Regions from separate parts of the Mus musculus genome. Here region 1 is linked to region 2. Evidence: chromatin contacts called from public promoter capture Hi-C data. All regions are on one chromosome and are shown on one strand. The core of a region is the stretch at or near the end of the contact, and the rest is flanking DNA. Distances in the headings are between cores, read along the strand shown.

The links. Promoter capture Hi-C pulls out the DNA fragments that hold promoters and counts their contacts.
Region 1: a contact with region 2 is called in a promoter capture Hi-C map of liver, with 1.7 times the contacts expected there. The contact joins two enhancer-like sites. A contact is called at or near these places in 1 of 39 promoter capture datasets (liver), 13 of 484 Hi-C or Micro-C datasets (cardiomyocytes, cerebral cortex, cortical neurons and 7 more), 9 of 115 datasets of contacts at active chromatin or transcription factors (the SCID.adh cell line, astrocytes, cardiomyocytes and 4 more) and 2 of 9 other capture datasets (adipose tissue and pancreatic islet).

Annotation. Positions count from the first base shown.
Region 1 is chr1:165,327,363-165,333,408 of GRCm38.p6, forward strand. It overlaps Dcaf6 (DDB1 and CUL4 associated factor 6), which reads right to left. Exons shown (of 19, transcript NM_028759.1): 18 at 5,927-6,032; 19 at 2,138-2,641. The coding sequence ends at 2,577. Among named protein-coding and RNA genes, the nearest start is that of Gpr161, 35 kb to the left of the region's middle. Within about 2 kb of position 3,374, at least 5 of the 459 cell types and tissues checked have an H3K27ac peak or open chromatin away from gene starts, as enhancers often do. A contact at or near this core is called in liver, where this site is marked.
Region 2 is chr1:165,225,896-165,231,875 of GRCm38.p6, forward strand. Tiprl (TIP41, TOR signalling pathway regulator-like (S. cerevisiae)) reads right to left here. Exons shown (of 7, transcript NM_145513.4): 2 at 2,373-2,552; 3 at 1,610-1,709. Among named protein-coding and RNA genes, the nearest start is that of Tiprl, 8.1 kb to the right of the region's middle. Within about 2 kb of position 3,891, at least 8 of the 459 cell types and tissues checked have an H3K27ac peak or open chromatin away from gene starts, as enhancers often do. A contact at or near this core is called in liver, where this site is marked.

The sequences.
Region 1 (6,046 bases), core at 2,124-4,623, 100 kb after region 2:
CACTACACTCTCTCTCCACTGAATCCTGTAGTGGCCAGGACAAAATTTTGTCTTTGCTATGTATCCTTAACTATTTATCTAGCTGGCCTACTCCAGGAAAATGAACAGAACACACACAGTTCCCATATCTCCATCAGTGTACAGGGACAGTGTAGACACTTGCCCTTTGGTTTTGTTCTGATCTTTGCCTAGCAATTATCCAGCACCCTCTGCCCTCTAGCAAATCCATGCTGCTGGCCTAAAGTCACCCCTACTTTCCATGACAAAGCTATCTATCTTCTGCCAGCAGCAGGTGATTTTGAGTTTGCAGCCAACTTGTGGGTAAGAGGTCCATATTCCCCATAGAAATGCCTCTGTTGCTGCATCTTCATGACGGTTCGTGGCCCAGCTGGAGAAAGTTTATGTCTACCTCAGTGTCTGGTTCAGTCATTTCTTCTGGCAGGATATTTAGGTCATAGAAAATAACAGGAATAGTTAAGCTACCTGCTAATTAGCCCAAAAGTAAACTGCTTTTAATGAAAAGCAGCTGGCATAGCAAATACACTAAAAGCACCAACAGAGAGGGCCTGTGCTTGAGATGAGTGTGGCAGACTGTCAGATCTGCTCTGCCTTTCATCGGTCAGGCAGCTCTGCAGGGTCTGGAAGCCGCTTCCAGCTGTGGTCCAGAGCTAGAGCTCAAGGCTAGCACTGAAGGTGATGGATGAGATACAACATGGACCTACAGTTCGGCCTTGGGAACTCCACACTTTCTCTGCGGCATCGGTGTTCTAGTTTTGGTAGTATAGCATGGCTGTGTTAAGATGTGTGCAATGACCAGCCCAAGCACTTGGTTCATTTTCTTCTCTAACTGCTGGCTGGCAAGGAGGGATAGTGAAGGCAGTTACTGGCTTAACTAAAGGTCACAGAAAAGCAGCTGAGCTGAGCGGCTGTCCTTTGTAAGTGAGACAGATGCCAAGAGTTCACTGACTAGAAAACCAAAGACATCCTCTCAAAGAGACTCATGTCTTATCCTGCCTATAAGCCAGGAACAGCAAAAGCTGTGTGCGCATGCGTGTGTGTGTGTGTGTGTGTGTGTGTGTGTGTGTGTGTGTGTGAGAGAGAGAGAGAGAGAGAGAGAGGGAGGGAGAGAGAGAGAGACTCCTGTTTTTGAAGTAGTCCTTTTGTCGCACTAAACAACAGGTACAGCACTCTGCCTGCCCAGGAACTTTTATCTGTAAGGTATCAGGAGGCAGCACCTGCTTCTCTCCCATCTGGCAGCTCTGGCTTCTGGAAGAGGCTGGCAGCTATGGTTGCTTGTGGGGGTGACATTAGAACGTATATAACCAATAACCTGGTGCTGAGAAAAGACTTTATTTTTGTAAGTAGGTTGGAGAAATGTACAGATGTAATTGGATTGAGGGGCACAGACAGACAACGTAGGAGGTGGAAGAGGTCATGTCTATGGAGCAGTTCAGGAAAACACGGTGAGGTACACACAGTTCAGGAAAACACGGTAAGGTACACACAGTTCAGGAAAACACGGTAAGGTACACACAGGAAAACACGGTAAGGTACACACAGTTCAGGAAAACACGGTAAGGTACACACAGTTCAGGAAAACACGGTAAGGTACACACAGGAAAACACGGTAAGGTACACACAGTTCAGGAAAACACGGTAAGGTACACACAGGAAAACACGGTAAGGTACACACAGTTCAGGAAAACACGGTAAGGTACACACAGTTCAGGAAAACACGGTAAGGTACACACAGTTCAGGAAAACACGGTAAGGTACACACAGGCCTGGGGGACTGTCTGAAGTGGAGGTGGATGCTAGAGTCAGCTAACTGATCACAGTAATTCAGGAATATGGACAGAGAGGTAGACCAGAAGACAGCACCTTGAGTTTGTGCTAATGTAAATCATCTATAAGACCCAGTGACTGATTTGGATGAGGTGTCAACAGATCCTGAGAAGTAGCTCAAGAAAAGTGAAGAAAAAGGGAAGAGAACTGTAAAGGCCCTTTTACATTATCTGGTCACACAGAGGTCAAGATGGAAAGGACTATTAAATTCAGAAAACAGCAAGCCCTCTTTTGTTAGAGAAATGACTAGAAAATGTGGGTAAAGTAGCAAAGAATTAAATAAAAAGTCAAATTTAGGATATCTTAAAGCAACCAACATCTTTAATTAGAAAGCAACAAACATGCAAATGGCAAGTGTAGAAATTTATTTGAACCAACATTTTCACTACAATGAAAATGACTTCAGCATTGATCCAAGCTCCCACAGCGGAGGGTCAGGAAGTATTGCACTTTGCTTTTTTTTTTTTTTTTTTTTTTTTTTTGGACTCCATACACGGCAAAAGGTTTCAAAAAACATTTTGCTTACTTTGTTTTACACACTCTCCCAACTCATGCACACACTCATTCCAAACCAATGTTTGGTTATCCCCAAAATAGGGAAGAACTCCAAAAAAAAAAAAAAAAAAAAAAAACCCATAGCCTTAAATTGCACTAAAGTTCTGTAAAGAAAAAAAATATAATAAATGTCGTATACAAATCTCAGAACATCTAAGTGCTTGCCAAGGAGTTCTTTATTCTTCATCCTCATTTTCATTCTCCTGACCTGAACCTTCTGATCTGTCACCCTCCAGACGGTCTGGAAAACAGACATGAGAATCATACACACTCAAAATCCTTTTAGTATTTATCATAAATAACCCCTAGAACTTCATTTAAAACCACAAAAAACATTTCTAATTCAAAACTTAAGTATGTAAAAATCTACTCACTAGTATATACAGAAGTCTTGGTTTGGTTTTTGTTTTTTCGGAAACAAGGTCTTACTATGTAGCCTTGGCTGGCTTTGTAGACCAGGCTGGCCTCTAATTCACAGAGATCTACCTGCCTTGCATTTCTAGAGCTAGGATTAAAGTCATACACCACCAAACCTGGCTCTTAAAGGTTTTTTGTTTTTTTTTTTTTAAGATTTTCTTTTCAATGTTTTAAATTCTATGTATGTGCACCCATGCCCAGTAGGCATGTGTATATGAGAGCAGGTGCCTGTTGAGGCTGGAAGCCCTGGAAGCCCTGGAGCTGGTGATACAGGCGACTGTGAGCTGCCTAACGTCAGTCTTCTGAAAGAGCAGCACGTACTCTTTAACTGAGCCATGCCTCCAGCCCCAATATAAGCTTTCAATTTGGCGTCAAAAGGTAATGAAGAATGAAAACATAATACAGTATATACAATACCATATAATTTTAAACATACAAGACCTTGATATATTACATTCTCTTGCAGTGGTTTTCAAACAAGGTGTCTTGGAGGCTAAGTTTTAACTAAGGGGACCTGGAAGGGGATGCAAGAGAGAGAAGCCTGGAGAGAATGCTGATGTGTTCACCTTCTGACACTGTGACTTGATGTCATTTACAAAGTTCATGCTCCAAAACAGAGCAATCAGGTTGCAAAAATAAAACAAACAAAAACTTTGCCAAAAAAAAAAAAACCCCAAAAAAACTCTTACACTGGAAACAGTACTTTCAATGAAATTATGATTTTCCATTGGGCTAAATTCACAGCTATTTTGGGGCACATGGCCTGTGGGTAACCAGATGGACACATCTGTAAGAGGCTTGTGTACTTCTGTTTGTAAGATTTCTTAAAATTCAGTATCTACTACATTCCAGGAAGTGGCTAACCCTGAGATAACAATGGTGACTAAAATGAATGCAGTTTCTTCCCTCAAGGTAAGCCCTATCTGGTTCAATATTCAAGTGTACACATATGTCATGTACTTGGTGGCCACTGTACCATGCATGCTCTCCTAGGCTTATCCCATTTGCACTTGCTGTTCCTTTGCTTGGGGCATTTTTGCATAATCCATTAGACCATGCTTCTGCCCAGTACAACTATGAAGCTTTTTGCTAAACTTTCCCAACTTCTTCATGAGCTCCTTCCTCCACATTTTCTGGAAACTCCTTGATGAGCCTTACAACAATGACCCAGGTTACACTACTTGTGAACCTGTCGATTAGCTTTTGGATAATTTTGGATCTTTCTATCTTCAGGGCTTATACAGACCGTTCAGTGAAGGTGTTTAGTGTCCTTGGTTGGTTTCCGCAGCACTGAAGAATTCAACCTAGAGCCTCGGGCACAATAAGTAAGAAAGCACTGTGCCACAGAGCTTTACCCTGGAGCAAGGTTTACTGAAGGAATGGATGTGAGGTATGAAGATAAGCTGTATCGCACCAGGGTGTATGAAGACAATGGCAGAAAGCCACTGCCACAGTAAGGATAGCATTTAAGACATATATTGACAAGTGCATTTTCCCAAATACTGTGGAAAATATTAAAATAGATCAGGCTTAAAGATGTCCACAACAGAAGGACACCAAACACCAGATGGGAGGGAGCAGTTTAATGATAGAAACTCTGAGGAGAGGAAGGTTTTGGTTTATCATCTAGGGCTAGCATGGCAGAGTAATGGGCTGGCCTCAGGGCTGTACGTGAAACCCTGAGTCAAAGGGAATGTAGTTTCAAGTCAGGTTTAACGTTCATCAGGTAATGGCCTGGGCAAATTATTAAAGCCTAATTTAAAGGGTTACTATTTGAGAGACTGGAGAGACTTGCTGCTTTTGTAGAAGACCCAGGTTCAGTTCCCATCACCACACACTGGATCACAAACAACTGTAGCTCCAGGTCTATGGTATCCAACATTCTCTTTTGAACCCCCTTTGTGTTAGGCATGCATGTGTACATGCAGGTAAAACACTCATACCATACCATAAAATAAAATAAAATAAATCTAAAATAAAGTCTTTAATTTTTTTTTAAAGGGCTAGTATTTGCTGTGTCAGTGGTACATGGCTTTAATACTAGTACTCAGGAGGCAGAGGCAGGAGGATCTCTGTGAATCGAGGCCAGCCTGGTCTACAGAGCAAACTGCAGGACAACTAGGACTACAGAGAAGCCCTCTAAATAAATAAGTGAACAGTTAATATTTGATACAATATAAGTACTCTATAAATGATGCATAATACTCAACACGTGAATGAACTTATGAAGTCAGTGAGAAGTGATAAGCATACATAATACACACTTTTACTGTTATGAATACAGATTATGCAATTTACTCTGAAATATTAGTTGTAATGATACATAGTTTTCAGATCCAAGTCACTGAACCAGAGTTTATCATCTAAAAAATGTATTAAGAGGTGGAGAGATGGCTCAGTAATTAAGATCACTTATATAACCTGGCTTCAGTTCCCAGCACCCAGTAACCATAGTCTGTAACTTCAGTTCCAGAGGATCCAATACCTTCTTCTTGCTCCTGTGGGCACTGCATACATACAGTACCAGATACACATGAAGGAAAACTCAGACACATAAAATAAAAATAATTAAATCTTAAAAACATTATTGAAAAGTACACTAACATAACTTCCTTCCTTACCACATAACGCTTGCTTTTCACTAGGGCTTTACTGATTTTTTAAATAAATCTATGGTAAAGTGTACTCAGCATAACCTTATTTATTGTTTTTGTTAGTGGAGGCAGGACTCATGTATCTCAGGCTAGCCTTGAACTTCCTATGTAGCCTAGGGTGACTCTGGACAGCTCTTCCTCCCTCCTCCCTCCACCTCCCTTGTGTTTAGGGAGTGCCACTACACCCACCCAGCAGTGCACTGTACTTCCTGTAAAGGAAGATTACCTAAGACAGAGTTCTCAAGCGACTGTGCTTGCATTTTACCATTTTCCAATAAACGAGTTTTATAAGGACATAATTTACAGTGTTAGGTCAAGGGTTCACAGAAAGAAATCCTAGTTCTAAAGTTGTTGATTTCATTTTTGGACATTAAGAAAATCACATAGATCTCTAAGGTAGGGCTTACTGTTTTCAAATAAAATAATGATTTTAATGATAGAGTAGAAGTTCTTACCAGCTCGGATATGATTCAGTGACGCCAACATCCTCAACATGAAAGAGGCTGGGACGGTGATGGTGTTCCGAGTCTCTTCCAGCATGAGTTCATTCCGAGTTATAACCTACACAGCAGGTA
Region 2 (5,980 bases), core at 2,641-5,140:
GAGTAAGTGAATAAATGAGTGAACATTGATTTTCTCAAAAATTGTGTTTCTGTCCTGGAAACACACAGAAAAGTTGGAGAGGGAAAAACTATTAAGAATTAGCTTCTATCTGCTGAGACTAAAACATTGTGCAAAGGCAAGGCTTTCACACACCACCTCACATGCCCAGTTAACTCTAGCTGCCAAAACTTTTACTTTAAAAAATTTCATCTGCTGGGTGGTGGCGGCCCGTCTTTACTCTTAGCACTCAGGAGGCAGAGACAGGTGGCGCTTGGTCTATGAGCAAGTTCCAGGACAGCCAGGATTACACTGAGAAATCCTGTCTTGGGGGAAAAACTGTTTTAATCTGTGTGTAATCTGTATGTGTGTGGAGATCTGAGGACAACTTGAAGGTGCAGGTTCTCTCTGGCCACCAAGCAAAGGTCACTGGCAGCCATGCCTTTACTCACCGAGTTATCTCATCAGCCCTAAATAACTTTTAAGGAAAATGCTTTAAAATGGAACAATCTTGTCAGACACACAACCTAAGCCACATTTGTTTCACCTCAGTCCTACTAGAAGACCTAAAAATGTAGCTGCTGTAGAGACAGCGGTTCCACACTCTCGGGGAAGCTTTTCTGGAGCAGAGATTATACAGATGCAACTCAACACTAACAACACTTGAACAGGTAATAATTAGAATCTGCTTGTGAACTCTTCATATAAAACTCCGCTGTGGGTAAGCATTATCATTTACTCAACCTGCCAGCAATGGTCACTAGCCTTGATTAAATACCTCACCTAAAGAGCCAGGTGTGGTGGCACATGCCTTAGATCACAGCACCAGGGAGGCAGAGGCAGGCAAATGTCAAGGCCAGCCTGGTCTAAATAGAGTAGGCCATCCAAGGCTACACGAGACCCTGTCTCAAAAATTAAAATACAAAAAAAACAAGAAAGAAAGAAAGAAAGAAAGAAAGAGAGAGAGAGAGAGAGAGAGAGAGAGAGAAAGAAAGAAAGAGAGAGGTAACTAACTATCTAAAGTCATACCAAATTTAAAATCAGTGCAAGCATATATAAGTTTTCTGTTCAACTGTTTGTTCATATGTAAAACTAGCTTCTAGCTAGCAGTTTCTATCTAACTCACCTAATAATACGTTTCTGGGGACAGACGCTTCTTGGCTGTCATATTGTTAACACCATGGCAAAGCAAGCATCTACCAACCTTACTTTAAAGAATATTGTTTAAAAAATTAATTAAATAATTGAATTTAAAAAAGAAAGAAAGACTACTGCTCTCAGGCAGAACATGCATGCCTGTGGTTCTAGACACTGAGGAGACCAAGGCAAGAGGAGCCCAAAAGTTCAATACCAGCCTTGCAAGACTCCATCTCAAAAAGAGAAAAAAGGAAAATCTTGTAATAGTCTTCTTTTCCACTAATTAATTAACTAATATTTATAATAATATGATAATACACCAAAACCTCTCACATTAAGCTCTAAAGTCTGCCACAAGCAAGAAGCAGGATGAAAGGAGTTGGGAAAATAATAACCACAACTAGGATGTAGTGCTAAGATTATCTCCCAAGATTAATGATTATATGAATCATATGAAGCAAAGGTTCAGATTTACCTTTAACTTAAGAGATTCTCCAAGCAGCGTTCCTTTATAATCTGTTGTATAGGTCCAGTCATATGGTTTAATAACTTCTTTGGAGTGTTCGCCCTCCGTCCTCAAATACCAAAACAAAAAGGACGATAAAATTTAGAATATATATCAGTGTTCATATGTACACCAAATTAACACATTATATATATAAAATAAAATACCCTACTAACACACATACAATATAAAACATCCTACTAAAGGCATATACTATCATTCACTAGCATAAAACCAACCTTTCTAAGTAACAATACATGTTTTCTGAACATGTATTGTTATTTAACTTGTCATGTGCTGATATACTCTTTCTAGGTCGTCCTACATTTCCTGAGACATGATTCAAAGCTCACATTTCATTCTGTCCTTCAAAGCATATAGTATATATTCAATAGGCACAAAGTAAATATTGCTAATTTAACCAGCAAAAACCAACCAACCAAACATTTTTCTTAGTTTTAATACCCCACAAATATTCAATTACAAGAAATGTTTTTCTTTAAAACCAGAAACTTTAAAGTTTCTGTAATGATTGGACTAAAGAACACCTACAAAGCTCAGCTCACATATATTTTAACCTAATGAGTATTTCAAGCAGTGGTAAAATTAACCTTTGTTTTATGGCTCAGAAAAATGAGTTTTGAATAATACAGTTTGAAAGTTTAATTGTAATAAAACACACATATCCTTGTTGAATACTTTGTGTTGAGCCTGTAACTGCCCAGATTCTCACCTACTTTCCTGCCACTCTTCAGCACAAGCTACTTTGAGCATGCCCTGATAGTTGTTCACACATCTCAGTGCGTCCGTAGCATTGAACTCTATTCCAAAGCCAGAGCCATGCTGGATCCTTAGAACGTTGTCTCCAAACATCATTTCAGGGAGGGATGGCATGTGCAGCTCGTCAGCTAACCTGCACAGAAGCAGAGGTCAGGGAGGTTCCTTTATGCTCACGAGTCAATTCTGTCTCTTTCTCATCCCAACCTAACTCTGACTTTCCAGGATAAGTGGAGAAGTCCATGACGATAAAGAATCTGTAAGATGCTCTCATCACCTACTTGTTCATCATCAAATCTCTGCAGCACTAAACTCAGCAAGACAGAGTGGGGAGGGAGGGATACATGGGGGAAAACCAAAGTGAAGAACCTGGTAGTGATCATAATTAAGGCCAATTCCAACTTCACTACTTGTAAAAATCTGATCCTTAAAAACCATTCTGTGTGCTAAGAAAAAGCCCAGAGAGTTCAAGAGCACGTGACTGCTAGGTGTAACACCAGGCCTTTATTCAACATGTTAGACCATTTTTAACATGTCTCAGATGGGCAGCTTCACTAGAATATCTACAAAAAGCCAGAGCCACAAATCAATAACACACCGCTGGGTTATGATATTGTGAATGGTATTGTTATTGTTGTTTTGATACTTGAAAAGTTTGTTAAGAAAAAATGAGATTGTTTTTGTTTACATTGGGACTTCTGGTTTAAAAAGAAAATGAAAAAAGTTGGCCAACCAACACAAAGCCTGCTTTGTCACATAGTACCAACTGATTGGCACTAAGTTATAAGCTGTCAACCTCTAAGTAGGGGGTGGGCTGTCCAGTTCACTGGTCCTTTTGAAAACTGGGTTGACAACTCTGGACTACAACCAACATGGAAGAGTTAAGTGTAAGGACAGTGGCACATATATCTTGGTGGTAACCAACAGCTCTCTAATTGGCCTTAAGGCCCACTCAACAAAAGAAAGTTATGCTCAGTACTAGAAACTTCACCAAGTACCTGGGACTAGTGAGGTCATGAATCTTAGAGAACCTACAACTAAGCCAGAATAATACATATAATATGCATGCAATATGCACACCATCACCACCAACCACAATAATTAAAGAAAAAGAGACCATGAATCTGAGAGAGCAAGTGGAAGGTTACATGGGAGGGCTGGCCAAAGGGAAGAGAAAAAACAATGCAATTATAGTTAATGTCAACAAATAAAAGATGTTTCTTTTTTTTTTTTTAAAGCCGGTTTATAGTCCCAGTTAAAGAAAGGACTTCTCATTCTGGTTTTCAGTACCTGAGTTTGAACGGAGAGCCTTGCACCTGCTAGACACATTCGCTATCACTTAGCAGCAACCCTATTTTGTGTAAAGCTAGGGGCAGTTACTTATTCACTCCTGGAAAACCAAGCTCTAAGTACATGCTGGCACGCCTAACGAGCCTGGTTACAACCTGAACTTCCAACTCAGGGATGAAAGTTCAAAACTTAACCAAAGGCAAACTCTGGAAACTTGGTCCAATATGCTTATTCTGGGTTGAACCGACCAGTTAGTACGGCGATTCTCTCCTTTCCGAACTCTGAGTGAACGGTCACAAGAAGCACAGTTCAAGACACAGCATGGGGGCTGGAGAGATGGCTCAGTGGTTAAGAGCACTAGCTGCTCTTCCAGAGGCCCTGAGTTCAATTCCCAGCAACCACATGGTGGCTCACAACCATCTATGAGATCTGCTGCCCTCTTCTAGTGTGTAGGAATACATGTAAGTAGACACTGTAACATAGTAAATAAATAAATCTTTAAAGAGACAGACAGACATAGCATGAAACGGAAGTCACAAGGCTGAGCAGAAGTGTGAAGCTGCTAAGTAACAGGACAAAGAGGGGCATGAAGGGGGCAAGGCAAAGACAAATAAAGGAACTAGGGTTGGAAAGCAGTAGAGTAGATGTGTGTTGTGTGTGCATTCCACTGTTTTAGAGGTGATCTCATAGTATCCTACCTAAAATAATGTCTCCTCCCAACTACCTTGCTTTATTTTTGTTTTGAGGAGGGGAGTCTTTTGTTTATTTTGCTGTTGCTTTTTGAGACAGGGTGTCTCTGTGTTACTGTCCTAAACCCCTCCACCTCAAAACACCAAGCTGGCCTCCAACTCAGAGATATACCTGCATCTGCCTCTCAAGTGCTGAGATTAAAGGCCTGCACCACCATGCCCAGCTACCTTGCTGTTTTTTATTTATCACTTACGAATAGCTGGCATTAGAAAATACATAGTAAATGTACATATAGAAGAAACATATTTATAAAGACAACAGGTCTCACTTAGGTGTGGTGGTTGGTGGACACCTTTAGTTCTAGCACTCAGGAGGCAGAAGAGGATCTGTTAATGAAGCCAGCCTGCACTCCATAGCAAGTTCTATACCAACCAGATCTACATAGCGAGACCTTTTATCAAAACAAGAACAAAAAGCAAGCAACAGGGCTGGAGAGATGGCTCAGCAGTTAAGAGCCCTGACTGCTCTTCCGAAGGTTCTGAGTTCAAATCCCAGCAACCACATGCTGGCTCAAAACCAACCATGAGATCTGATGCCCTCTGCTGGTGATCTGAAGACAGCAACAGTGTACTTAGATAAAATAACAAATAAATCTTTAGGCCAAAGCGAGTGGGGCCAACCAGATCAAGCAGAGGTTCTGAATTCAAATTCCCAGTAACCACATGATAGCTCACAACAATCAGTACAGCTACAACGTGCTCATATACATACAATACACAAATCTTTTTTTAAAAAAAAGCAAGCAGCAACAAAAATATTCTGAATCTGGACACAGTGGTGCACACCTTTAATCCCAGCATTCAAGAGGCAGGGGCAGGCAGATCTCTGTGACTTTGAAGCCAGCCTGGTCTACACAGTGAGTTCTGGGTCAACCAGGACTACACAGTGAGATCTTGACTAAAATTTAAAAACAAAACAAAACAAAACAAAACCTGCAAGTCTTAGTATCTCACGATCAGAAAGTATAACACTAAGGTTCCAAGCAAGTGCATTTTCCAGACATCTTATAAACCAAGTCTTACTGATTTTAGAAACTTTTAAAAATGTTCTATAGACTTCTTTGTGGGGGTTTTTAAAAAAGAAATATGAAACTATTCATTGACCACTTTTTTTGTTTTGTTTTTTTTGTTTTTTGTTTTGTTTTTCGAGACAGGGTTTCTCTATATAGCCCTGGCTGTCCTGGAACTCATTCTGTAGACCAGGCTGGCCTCGAACTCAGAAATCCGCCTGCCTCTGCCTCCCAAGTGCTGGGGTTTTAGGCGTGCGCCGCCACTGCCCGGCCATTGACCACTATTTTTACACCAGATTTTACAATGACATATGTAACATTTTGCTCATAATATAACTAACTTTTCTGGCTCCTGTTGAACCTATAACACAAAAGATTGAGCATACATAGAAGAAATGAGATAAAGATAAAGAAAGCACGTATATATCGGTTGTCTAGATTACAAGAGCTAGGACGAGAGAGATGGCTCACAACCAAAAAGATAAATCACCAAAGTTGTTCATTCACCTAGGCTG